Linked DNA regions of Ovis aries: regions 1 and 3 are each linked to region 2. Evidence: chromatin contacts called from public Hi-C data. All regions are on one chromosome and are shown on one strand. The core of a region is the stretch at or near the end of the contact, and the rest is flanking DNA. Distances in the headings are between cores, read along the strand shown. Region 1 overlaps KIF13A (kinesin family member 13A). Region 2 overlaps LOC105603846 (a long non-coding RNA gene). Region 3 has its middle 13 kb from the start of FAM8A1.

Region 1 (4,345 bases), core at 1,126-3,625, 420 kb after region 2:
AAATACCTGGCATCGTGGGGAACACCAAGAACACATCTTTATAGACACGGGCTCTGCTGTCTGGATGCTCACAGTCAAACAAGGAGACAGAGAATTAAAAATCCAGGAACAACAGTATAGACTAACTGCTCTAACAGAGATATGTGTGGGTTGTCACGAGATGAATTTATCCACTTGACAAATATTTACGGAGAATTGACTGGATGCCAGGGAAGGACTAAGCACTGCGTTTACAACAGCAAACCAAACAGTCAGGCCACAGGGCTCATACAGCCTCTATCCTCTTGGGAGCAGAGAATGTGAACAGACCTCACATGGTGGCTGGAAGCAGGGGGAGGGGTGAGACCTACTCCAGCAGGGAGGACAAATACAAAGCCACTCAGTTATAAGGAAACAGTTCCTTTAGGATGGTTTTTCTAAAAAAAAAAAAAAAAAAAAAAAGGTGGGTGGGTAGGGCTTGAAGTCTCCAGAATATCTTAGTGGTTTTTCTGGATCATTGAGAGTTTAGCAGGGTCTCTCCTGTAACTTGTGGCACAGAACTGAAATTAATGGGAGGAATGACCCCAACCTTCGCAGACCTGGAGTGCGGTAATCAACCAGGTTTATCTTGGATACCACACTTTAAGGCTGTAACGACAAGTTGTGAAGGGGACACACGCGCAGGGGGTGCTGCTGTCATCTTAAACAGTGAGGCTCATTCTCAAAGACAGCTCAGATCACCTTCTGCAGAGCAACCGGCCCTGGCACCCAGGACCTGTGAGATATTAGTTGATGGTATTTGACAAGTGAGACAAATGTGGAGGAAGGAGTATGAGAAAAGGAAGAAAGGAAATATGAGAAATCAGTTAGAAGATGGTACTTCTTAAGCTTTTTACTCCTAATGTTTTTTGAGAACCTAATACATTTTTAGTAAAATTTTAGGGGTATCAATGGAACACGCAAAGCCCACCATGGACCCTAGCTTAAGTAACCCTGACTAGGGACTCAGCTACTAGGTCTCTTTGCCATTGGAGTTGTGCCCACTTTTAACATGGGAAAAAGCAACTTAGCTCACTGGTCTCCCACACCATAGTGTTCACAGGGGGGTTACACATGTGGGAATATGAGACATGTATTTACACATCACAGCTGGGAACCTAGGGTTTATTTTCTGGGTTCACTTCAGGCAGAGTGGAGCCCTATCCTCAGCCTGCTCTAAGAACCACGAACCATATGTAAACTACATAATTAGTGGGAATTTGCTGTATGATGCAGAGAGCTCAAACTGGTGCTCTGTGACAACTTAGAGGGGTGGGAAGGGGTGGGAGGAAGGTTCAGGAGGGAGGGGACATATGTATACCTACGGCTGCTGATTCATGTCGATGTATGGCATAAACCAACACAACATTGTACAATTATCCTCCAATTAAAAATAAATTTTTAAAGTAAAATAAAAATGTAACTTAAAAAGAAAAAGAAGCATGAAAAACAACTTAGTATTTCCAAGTTTGCATGTTATTAAAGAGCAAATTACTTTTAAATTTAGTAGCATCATGAAATATTGATGCTACTAAATTTAAAATGAAGACATTCATTAATGAACTGGGTAATAAAAAAAATGTTTGAACTTGAACATTTTCTAAAATGTTTCAGGCTGACATAAGGCCAATATAATGAAATAACTGAAATATGAGAGGTATTTTTTTTTAAAGAGGTAGTAACAATGGAATGGTTCAGCTTGTTTGCTTTGAATATTTCAGATTTCAAAATATTCCCCTCAAGTTATATCTTATAAGGGCTTCCCTTGTGGCTCAGATGGTAAAGAATCTGCCTGCAATGTGGGAGACCTGGGTTCAATCTCTGGGTTGGGAAGATCCCCTGGAGAAGGGAACAGCTACCCACTCCAGTATTCTAGCCTGGAGAATTCCATGGACAGAGCAGCCTGGCAGGCTATACAGTCCATGGGGTCACAGAGAGCTGGACATGACTAAGCGACTTTCACTTTCACTTTTATATCTTGTAAGGACCACTTAGGGGCCAGGAAGGAGCTAAATGGTATTACGAAGGTAAGAGCTTAAAAGAGAAGCCAATGTGGGCACAGAGCCGAATCTGGTCTCCAAAAGATTTCTAACTTGATTAAAACAAAGAAAATCCTTGTGAACCACAAACAAAAAACATATTCTAATAATCTTTTAAAGCCATGAATTAATGTTGATAGTTCCTATTGATATTAGTAGGGAAAAAAGAACATGATCCTGAGGCTTCACCCTAGTTTCTGGATCTAAACCAAGAACATAACTTAAATCGAGTTAAAACAACAAAAACCACACTTGGGCCATGGTCATTTTCTCCCAGCCTGGCTTGTCCTTACCTCCCCCTGCTGGCTGATGATAGGAACTGCATACTGAAGCTTCACATCACAGAAGAGACACTCCAGGAACACGTTCGCAACGCCAATCAGGTTGTGATTCTCTTGGGCTTCATAGAAAGGGTCACCTCGTTTCCCGCAGAGTCGCTTTGCCTGAGTGGCAGGACAGGTTGGGGGATTGGGGGGAGGGGGTGAGTAGGGAAAGAAAACATCAACCTAATACTATTTAAAACCAGCTATTTTAAAATGTTTCAAAAAGAAAGCATTTATCCATATTGATTAAAAGTAAAATCAGAATCATGTCATACAAATAAAACAAAACTAGCACGGGAGGTGCTTGTTAGGGCGATAACTGATGAAAAGGCGTGGAAAGCCTTTCTATCAGTTATAGCCCCACCTACCACACACCTCACCCCAACCCTCCCCCTCTTCCCTGGCACACCCTACCTGCATGGTCCTACTCCCTGAGCTTTGGTTCACTTCCTTCGTTGAGTCCTTTTCTCCATTGCTAACGTCCGAACAATGGACCATGCTCTCTAAAATTATTCTTAGCGTGCACCCAGCCATGAATACCGCTAGGAGAGCATGAGCATATGCTAATGAACACAAAACCCATGCTGGCCCATCTAAGCTGGTTTTTAACACCACCGACAAAACAGCACAAATTCACTTTTCCCACTTCATTTCACTTGAAATGTACCAAAGATACAGAAGGTGCTAGGTGTTCTCTTCACGTAGTTCCTATCTGTGTGAGGATCACATATTTTATGACCCATCCACCTGACTTTCACTTTACATTTCTAATATAAATGTCCCCAGCATCACTACAGATACTCAGTGATGTGCATGTGTGTGTTCTGATGATTGTGTGTTAGTCGCTCAGTCGTGTCCGACTCTTTGTGACCCCATGGACTGTAGCCCACCAGGTTCCCCCATCTGTGAAATTCCCCAGACAACAACAGTGGAGTGGGTTGCCATTTCCTTCTCCAGTTCTGATGGTTAAGTCACTCATATTCTGTCCTTTTAATGCAACCAAACTCCTTGACATTCTGTCCCTTTTACCTCAGGAATCTTTTCCTTCCATTCTTGATAAAGGTCTCTCATATCAATTAATTTATTCTCCAGCTTCTCAATGGTCCACACTTGGGTGCTCTTGCCTTTCCTCCTCACCTGAATAGCTGGCTCACTCACTATTGCTCCTCTCTGTAGAATATAGGAAAACAAAGACAAAAAAATCAAACACAGCAAATCCTGTTATAACGTTTTTGGACTGCTGAAGCAATATGCATTATCACCAAGGAGAAAGTTTGAAAAAGACACATAATGTATACAAAGAAAGATGAAATCTACCATATACAGAATATTCTAGTTTATTTTCAATCTTCTTTGTAGGGCCGTGCATGCACGTTTTATTTTAAATCACACTCAGAACCAAGCAAAAATACAAATTTCCCATCCCAATTCTTTCTCCACAGTGAACCTTTTTGTGTGGTTAAATGTTCTTCAGGAGCAAAATGTTTAATAGCAACAAAGTGATCTGTTATGGGGATGTATCACTCATTTGATTAATTAGTCTACTGCCCAACATCATGGCTATTTCAAATGTTTGCTATTACAAAGGTAACTATGATAAGCATCCTTGTACAAAAGCACATAAACCTTTACAAACACTTTTGTAAGTACGGATTTAGAGTAAATTTTGCAAAGGAGAACTACTTGGTCAAAAGACTAAAATGCAAGAAGGCTGATGAGATACTCTCTGACTCATTTCTCACTCACTTGTCGGAGGGAAAAATGAATGGAGGAAAAATTACTTTTCAAGGTTTCTCCCTAAAGAAAAAAATCTTGAAGTTTTAATGATGGAAACTTCTGAGTGGCTGCAAAGAATCCTTCTGTGTATATAAAACAGGGACCATAGGAGTTTTCCTTTCTTGTCACTGTCTCTGAATGGTACTATTATAAGATATTTACATATCCCCCACTTCAGGAGGCATTTAT
Region 2 (4,532 bases), core at 766-3,265:
GCTGATGTAGAGAAATTCACTTGGACCTTAGTCCTTGACTTCAGGTGCTAGGGGCCTGCCAATTAGGTGCTAGAAAGAGGAACTTCTCTAGTGCAACCCTGTCTACAACAAAGCAACATCTAATTTATTCATGCTCTGGTCTTGAGGCAATTTATTGTCAATGTCAAATCATTCTATTAGATAGTCTTTTTTAATTGAACTTATTATTTTGCAATTGTAAGAAACAATACAGCGAAATACAATGTGCCCTTTATCTACTTTCCCAGGGGTAACATCCTACAAAACTGTGCTATAATACAATACCACAACCAGGATATTAACATCAATTCAATCAAGATCCAGGCTATTTCCATCACTACAAGGATGGGGCTTCCCTGGTGGTCCAATGGTTAAGACTTCGTCTTCCAACTCAGGAAGTATGGGATCCCTAGCCAGGGAGCTAAGAAGATCCCACACACCTCAGGGCAAAGAAACCAAAACATAACACAGAAGCAATACTGTAACAAATTCCATAAAGACTTTAAAAGTGGTCTACATTTTAAAAAATCTTTTAAAAAATAATAAATAAGATTATTTTATAGTTTTAAATTTGTGCGTTGAAAATCACATAACATGCACCATCTTAACATGTTTTAGTGCACAATTTGGTAATAAGTATATTCATATTGTTGTACAACGGGCTTCACTCTTGTCTTAACTGAAGTATAGTTCACTTACAGTACTATGTTATTTTCAGGTATCCAAAATAGTGATTCACTGTTTTTATAGATTCTACTCCATTTAAAGTTACTACAAAATAATGGCTGTATTTCCCTGTGCTACAATATATGCCTGTTGCTTATCTATTTCACATAGAGTTGTTTGTATCTCTTAATCCCATACCCCTTTCTTGCCCCTCCCTCATTCCTTCTCCCCATTGGTAACCACTAGGCCTGTTTTCCTTATCCGTGAGTCTGTTTAAAATATCTTTACTGTTGTTTCTTCTTACTCCAGTCTTTGAATATTAAGCATCTGCTCTTTGCCGGGCCCTGTCCTAAATACAGTGGTAGGCTAGGCATGTCACTAGCAATATGTAAGATGGGGGACCTGATTATGAAAATTTAACCTCTTGGGGAGGGGAAAGCACATGTACACATGAGACTTTCAAAACTGGATAGTATAAGTCCCAATTTCTAAAGTGGATATTTTCCAAAAGACAGATCATAGACTAATTAAACAATCCTTCTCATTTCCACTTCTTTTTTTCCCTCATCCCCTTGTCTCTATTTTTTCCTTAGACATTTAAGAAACAAAGCTTGGTGAAATTGCAAAGTGACTATCTAATTACTCTCAGTACACTAAGAACTTTTTTATTTTCTGTGAAATTTTCTTAATCACAAGGACTTTCTTTAAAAGGTTCATCCTTCTGTAGTGATTTGCTTTGGTCTGTGTCCAGCAGATGGCACCAAAGGATAGTTAATAGAAGTCAATATGCACCTCCACTGTAGACTAACAATCTATTGGAGTTTATAGCATTTTTCAGCCCTTCTACTTGATTGTATAATAATCAAAACTTTGGATGGTCTGTCTCATGAATATTTTAGCTTCTGGGTCACTATTACATTCTCCAACACATCTCTTAATTCTTGATGATTTCAATGTCCTTGTGGAAGATCCTTCCTACATCCTTCACTTCTTCATTTGGTTCCTTGACTTTCTTATGCCCCGGATCTTTTCCACTAGAGAGCTCAGAACATTTACTTTGTACTGGTCCTCTTTTCTAGCTACACACTTTTGACCTGAAACAAACAGACTACCAGACTCTCCAGCAAAAATGGGTTAAGTTGGGATCAACAGAGAATTTAAATTTGGGGTGTGCAACCATGGCAGGCCACATGCAAGCCCCCACACCACCCTGCCCCGGAGCAATGGAAGACTTTTATAAGAGGAAAAGAAAGTCGGCAGGGTTGTAGTAAACAAAGAGTCCATAGCTTTTGGCTGAGTCCTTGCCAGGAAAGGAGTCTTTTTCTTCCTGCTCGGTCAAGCATGTCCCAGGGTGAGAGAGCTCCTCCTCCAGGTTTCCCAACTCTACTTAATTGTTGTTTCTGCTTATTATTATTACTTTACAATACTCACCTTAATAGCATTCACTCTGTCTGATGGCTTTAAATACCAGCTACATGCAGAGGATCGCCAAATTTATATCTTCCTTAAGTCTAGGCTTCATTTGGCTGTGCCATCAGCATCTCAACACGTTCCAAATAGAGCTCTCTCCCTCTCAAAGCCATTCCCTTCTCCACTCCTCCCCAAACAAAACCTGACAGCATCCATGACTTCTCTCTTTCTCTCACGTTTTCTACCTGGTCCTTTAGCAGATCCTGTCAGCTCTTCTTTCAAACTATATCCAGAGTCTGATCACTTTTCACCACCTACACTAAATCCCTGTCGGAGCCAAAGCCATCTCTCACCTGAATTGTTGTCATAGCCCTCTAATTCATCTCCCTGCTTCTGCCCCCTCTCCCTTCAGTCGACTCTGAAGACAGCAGCCAGATTGACAATTCTAAAATAGGAGAGATCTTATTATCACTTTGCTACTCAACATTACAAAGTCCTCATCTCATAACCAAGTAAAAGCCAAAATAGAGGTCTACAAGGCCATGTAAGAACAGACTCCAGCCCCCACCTCACCATCCTGTTCTCTTGGATCTTCCCTTCATTCCCTCCAATCATGCTAGTCCCTCTACGTTCATCCCACCGCAGAATCTTTGTACATTTTGCTCCCTCTGCCTGGAAGGCTCCTCCCCGAGACAGCTGATTGGTCACTCTTCCCCCCGCTCCAGGTGGGACAGCCAATGAGCTTTTCCCTGGATGAAACTACAGTTTAGCCACTCCCATAATTCTCTAGCCCGCACCGAGCTTTATTCTGGGGCGGTTTATGCACACACGTGCACTCATGTATGTGCACATACACACACACACACACACATTTTATTACTCCTCTCTCCCTAGCTACAGTGTAAGACCCATATGGGAGAAGACTTGTGTCTGTTTTGTCACTGCTGAATCTTTAGGGCCAACACGGGTGCCTTGCAAGCAATTGGAAGGCAATAAAACTTGTTGAATGAGTGAATGAATGATTGATTACTTGTTAAAAACTTGTTGAATGAGTGAGTGACTGATTACTCTACATTGAATTAGTGGTTGAATCCCAGAATATTTCTCAGCTGGCCAGTCTCACCTAACCCTCGTGACATAGAGTACTTTGCCCTTTTGAAGTATGTACAAGCAGGGGCAGATCTCCAAGCCCTTGGTCAAGGTCTTTATTGAAACAGATTGAAACTCAGAAGAAATGAACTCATGTTCTGTGAATCATTCACCGACAAATACTCTTCCAACTATCCCCTTTCCTTGATCCAGCTTTTATCTGAAGATATGACTCCTAATGGCATAAATCCTACAAGGCTGAACACGATGACATGTATTGTAAAATACCAGCCAGTGAGAGAAGAACATCTTCACTTAGAATCATCTATAAATTTGGAATTTTTTCAGCCTAGCCAATATTTTCAGAGAAGGCAATGGCACTCCTCTCCAATACTCTTGCCTGGAAAATCCCATGGATGGAGGAGCCTGAAAGGCTGCAGTCCATGGGGTCGCTGAGGTCGGACACGACTGAGCGACTTCATTTTCACTTTTCACTTTCATGCTTTGGAGAAGGAAATGGCAACCCACTCCAGTGTTCTTGCCTGGAGAATCCCAGGGGCGGGGGAGCCTGGTGGGGTTGCACAGAGTCAGACACGACTGAAGCGACTTAGCAGCAGTAGCAGCAGCAGCCAATATTTTAGAGCCCTGAAAATGGATGACTGTAATTTGTTTTTGTGAACAGGCTAAGTTTCTCCAGTGGCCGTGTATTTGTCTTTAAGCCCTAAAATATTTGCACTAATATGAATTAAAAGGAAAGATTTTGGGCTTCTATCCTCTAAATTACATGTCCTATATTTCAAATGTGGTGGGTATTATTAAACCATTTCTCTTGTCAGATGAAAATTTTTTATTTGCTGTATATTTGCTTAGAGGAGAGAGAATTCACACCCAAACTCGTTTGCATCAGATTTTAAACGCTAAAGTCTTTTTGGGAGGTTTGGGTAAGGAATGGAAAATGTGACATTAATCCTTCTGTAGACAGTATAGTATTCTAAGGATGTTCATTATGGAAATTTGTGTATTTCCCACAATGTCCAGCCTTAAACAGTTTCCAGAGCTAGGTAACTGATAGCTCAACTGCCATCTAAAGAATGAATCTGCTTTTTCACTTTGAGTGCTTTTAGGCTTTAGGAAAAAATCAAACAACCCTTTGCCTAAATAGTGTCCTTGACTCTCCCGTCTTTCAGGCAACAAGTGTGAATTTAGCATGTCTTTTGTGCTAGCTCTTTGGGATAGAGAGGATAAGCAATAAAGAATATAATTTATCTTTATTTGAAATCCTTACGATGAGTTAGCGAATTCTGCAGATAATCGAGATATTCAGAGGATCAAAATGCAATGCACTGGGA
Region 3 (4,154 bases), core at 478-2,977, 260 kb after region 2:
CTTTTAAAAAGTTGTGCAATCTTACACTTCCACAAACTATGAGTGAATCTGTTTTTCCATATCTCATCAACACTGGGTACCATCAATCTTAGTGATGTTCCCAGTCTGATAGGTAAAAATATGATATGGCCTATTTATGCACAAAGCTGACAGAATGGAGGTGGGGCAGCCTACTATATAAAAAGCACGTATATTATCATGGTTAGCAAATGAGAGTCAAATGAGCCAGGATATTGAATTTAGAAGATCAACAAAACTCTCTGATAAGGGAAAAAATGGAGAAGAAGTCAGCAGAATTATGGAATTTTTCATTCTTTAAAAAGAATGATGGGGGCCAAGAACAGAGTTGGCATTAGATGAAGCAGATATCACGTTAATGTCGTACATGTTATCACTCCAAATTAGCCTTCAGGGGGAATCTCACTTTATCATGAAGATAAGAAAAACCATGTAAAAAAAGTAATAATGGTGCTGTGGAGGGAACTCAGGAAGAAGTTTGGCAGGAGGTACGCAAGGTCAAGGGGGAAATTTCAAGGGAAGAATCTGAGTTAGTGAGATGAGGGCTAAATTGATCTGGTGGTCAAAAGCTTCCATGATTTTTCCCCTTGGGTTGGTTGCTTCCAGTGTTAATAAATAAAGGAGCAGCAGCAGCTACTGCTGCTGCTAATTCGCTTTAGTCGTGTCTGACTCTGTGCTGCCCCATAGACGGCAGCCCACCAGGCTCCGCTGTCCCTGGGATTCTCCAGGCAAGAACGCTGGAGTGGGTTGCCATTTCCTTCTCCCATGCATGAAAGTGAAAAGTGAAAGTGAAGTCACTCAGTCGTGCAGACAGAGGCAAATCAGTGGTTTTCATGTACATCATGATGTATCAACACTCAATAGTTTATAAATATTTTTCTTTGTGTTTCATAACAGTGTTCCATTGCTGACTGTACGAAAGCCAAACTCAGCCCCCTGTCTTGACCCTTCTGTATATCCTACACTTTCCAACATCTCACCGGGGCTCTCTCTTTCTGGCTTCTTTCCTCCCTTACATCATAGTCACCCTACTTATTTTCAGCTTTTTATCTCAAGCTTGAAAGTTGAAAGTGAAAGTCATTCAGTCATGTCTGACTCTTTGCAACCCCACAGACTGTAACCTCTATCCATGGAATTCTCAAGGCATGATCACTGGAGTGGGTAGTGGGCATGACTTGGAGAAGGATTCCCCTTCTCAGTGGGAATCTTCCCGACCCAAGGATCAAACCATTCATACCTAAAAAGCTTTCACCTCACCCCCAATTCTCATATTTCACAAGTAAAATCTAATCCTAACCTAAAATAGTCTTTCTTTTTACTGGAATTTCCTGGGCACTATGTATATGTCTGGGCTTCCCAGGTGGCACAATGGTAAAGAATATGCCTGTCAAGCAGGAGACATGGGTTCAATCCTTGGCTCAGGAAGATAACCTGGAGAAGGAAATGGGAACCCACTCCAGTTTTCTTGCCTGTAGAATCTCATGGACAGAAGAGCCTGGCAGGCTACAGTCCATGGGGCCGCAAGAGTTGCACACGACTTAGCAACTCAACAACAGTGTACGTGTATACATGACTCAGAGCTAGTCAACAGTTCTTGGTCTCTGTCCGTATAAATGGACAAAATTGGAGGGATGATTTTTAAGATCTCAGGTTCTGAAATCGGGTTTCAAGAGTGTGGTGGTTCTTAGCTTTGGAAATTCCTCCACCTACTGGTTGTCTGAAGTCAGTTTACACTGAGATCAATGTTGCTTTATGAGTCTGCCCATTTTCAAGAATATCGTGTGCCTCTATGGATGCTGACACATTTATAAATCACTTTGAATTCCTAAAATTCTGTTACGAAGAGAATGTATTCTTAAACAATATTATAAAGCAGATGATAAATTTCTTAATGCTGTTTGACAACCACTGGAGGGCAGAAAAGTATCATATAGTGACTTGCTGCAAGTCTGGCTAGAGAAGGAAAAGATACCTTGTTTTATGTACATTTCTAAAAGAAATCAAATTATGTTAATATTTAATCTTTTATTGGGTGCATGGGACATCTTTTCAGGTGAAACTTCTGATAGTGGTTATATACTTTTTTCAAATTATTTTCCACCAGCATATCAGATCAGACAAAAGCAATTTGTCATCAGGCAGTGGGTTTGTCAATATTACTAAGAAGAATAGTTGAAATATGTTGATAAACTAAATATCACTAAAGATTAAAGAAATCAATTCTAAAACAACAGCTCCATGGCTGCCCAATTTTTAGGAACTCCTCAGTTACCCTAACATAGAAAAAGTGAAAATGTTAGTCACTCAGTCATGTCTGACTGTTTATGACCCCATGGACTGTAGCCCACCAGGCTCCTCTGCCCATGGAATTCTCCAGGCAAGAATCCTGGAGTGGGTTGCCATTTCCTTCATGAATTCAAACATGGCTTACAATTATTAGCTACTTTCCTAATGCCTCCTCTTCCAAAATAAACTCCTGGAAGATTAGAATCCAAGTACCATGTCTCCTTCCACACCTTCAATCAGCCTTTTGCCCTTCATCCCAAAGAACTACTCGGGTAAAGCCAGCGATGACTCTTTAATGGCTGAATCCAATTAAGTTTCTTTCGTTAAAGGATCATAAACCAGCCTGTGCTAACTTAACATGTAAGAGGAATTTACTAGAAGAACATCAGTCTCTAAACTTAAAGGAAGACATGCAGGTCTAATCAGAAGTCTTATCAGGGATCTCTGCTGGCATTACATTTGTGCCATCCCTGGATCACTTGGTTCAAGTTTCCAAGTCCCAGGTGAGCCCATCCAACTTGCTGAGCTCGGGTCGCACGCTCATCCCATGACTCAGAATGACAGAACAGAAGTCCCAGTTTGAGATGTCAATGACTGACTTACTTAATGAGATCAGCCCTGAGCTGACATCCCTTCCCCCACTTCCTCTATTTCCCATTCTCTCATAGTAAATACATCACAAGTTCTGGTTAAAATAACTGTATTGATATTATTATGACTCTGTAAATATTATTTGCTGATGGGCTGAGTAGTAACTATGATTAATGTTTCCTGTCCAGGGTCTTTTTTTTTTTTTCTTGGCATTTTTTTCACGGTTTCTTTCCTCTCATCCTTATTTCCTCTCTCTGTTTAAGAGTCTGTAGGAGAACAGCTTACGCCCCACTCGGAGGTGGCTCTTCCTCATTCAGGGTCCTGAGGGGTGGAAGCTGCGGATGAGACTCCAGTGGCCAGATGAGCGCTCCAGTCCTCAGCAGGGAACTGCTGGTCTGTGTCTACACCGGGCACCTGTGCACCTCGAGACCAGTCTGTGTCCTCAGGCTGAGTAGCCATCAGCCCAGGAGCTGGAGCAGTCGGTTCACCCCGAAATTCTCCCTAGGTCACAGCCTTTCTCAGCAGCAGCCTGCTCTTCCTTTGCAGCCTCCTCAGGATCTTTTTCAGAAGTAAAGCTCAGTCTTCCCTGGTGGTACAGACAGTAATAAACCCTCCTGTGATGCAGGAGACCCAGGTTCCCATGTCTCCTTCATTGGCAGGTGCGTTCTTTACCCCCTAGTGCCACCTGGGGAGCCCCCCAGGTTTTCCGTATATCTATCCAATCATCTTTTTAACTGTCAAATACTCATCAATTATTATGCTCCACAGCTCATAGATTGAGATCTATAGATTTCACTTTTGTGTAGGAGACTTCTTTCCATAAGCTTTTCTACTCTTATTTTTATATACTAATAGGTTTCAGGGTGGAGTGATAAGCTGGTAAACCAAACTTTTGCTCTTGGAACTCCAAATGGCAACATATAGAAGGCTTTTTCAGCAACCATTTGTTTTCTCCAAAGAACACTCCAGTATTCAGTTTGGGAGGCATGGGTTTAGCTGATGGGATTTCAAAAAAAAGGAACAGGAAAAAATTGGGGTGTGGGGAGTCACACATATTCAGCTTTCCAGATGGTGCAGTGGTAAAGGATCCGCCTGCCAATGCAGGAGATGCAAGAGGCGGGGCTTTGATCCCTGAGTCTCGGGACGATTCCCTGGAGTAGGAAGTGGCAACCTTCTCCAGTATTCTTGCCTGGAAAATTCCATGGACAGAGGAGCCTGGTGGGCTAAAGTCCATATAGTCCATGTGGTCTCAAAGTGTC

What was found. Hi-C and Micro-C count contacts between places; a contact is called where the count stands out from the background.
Region 1: a Hi-C map of liver shows a contact between it and region 2, with 9 times the contacts expected there. The contact joins two enhancer-like sites. A contact is called at or near these places in 8 of 16 Hi-C or Micro-C datasets (blood, hypothalamus, liver and 4 more).
Region 3: a contact with region 2 is called in a Hi-C map of liver, with 7 times the contacts expected there. The contact joins two enhancer-like sites. A contact is called at or near these places in 11 of 16 Hi-C or Micro-C datasets (blood, hypothalamus, liver and 5 more).

What each region holds. Positions count from the first base shown.
Region 1 is chr20:38,946,406-38,950,750 of ARS-UI_Ramb_v3.0, reverse strand. It overlaps KIF13A (kinesin family member 13A), which reads right to left. Exons shown (of 40, transcript XM_060403490.1): 19 at 3,410-3,550; 20 at 2,351-2,500. Among named protein-coding and RNA genes, the nearest start is that of NUP153, 67 kb to the left of the region's middle. Within about 2 kb of position 2,375, at least 1 of the 54 cell types and tissues checked has an H3K27ac peak or open chromatin away from gene starts, as enhancers often do. A contact at or near this core is called in liver, where this site is marked.
Region 2 is chr20:39,369,519-39,374,050 of ARS-UI_Ramb_v3.0, reverse strand. All of the region lies in intron 3 of LOC105603846 (a long non-coding RNA gene), which reads right to left. Among named protein-coding and RNA genes, the nearest start is that of STMND1, 36 kb to the left of the region's middle. Within about 2 kb of position 2,015, at least 3 of the 54 cell types and tissues checked have an H3K27ac peak or open chromatin away from gene starts, as enhancers often do. A contact at or near this core is called in liver, where this site is marked.
Region 3 is chr20:39,107,069-39,111,222 of ARS-UI_Ramb_v3.0, reverse strand. No RefSeq gene overlaps it. Among named protein-coding and RNA genes, the nearest start is that of FAM8A1, 13 kb to the right of the region's middle. Within about 2 kb of position 1,727, at least 3 of the 54 cell types and tissues checked have an H3K27ac peak or open chromatin away from gene starts, as enhancers often do. A contact at or near this core is called in liver, where this site is marked.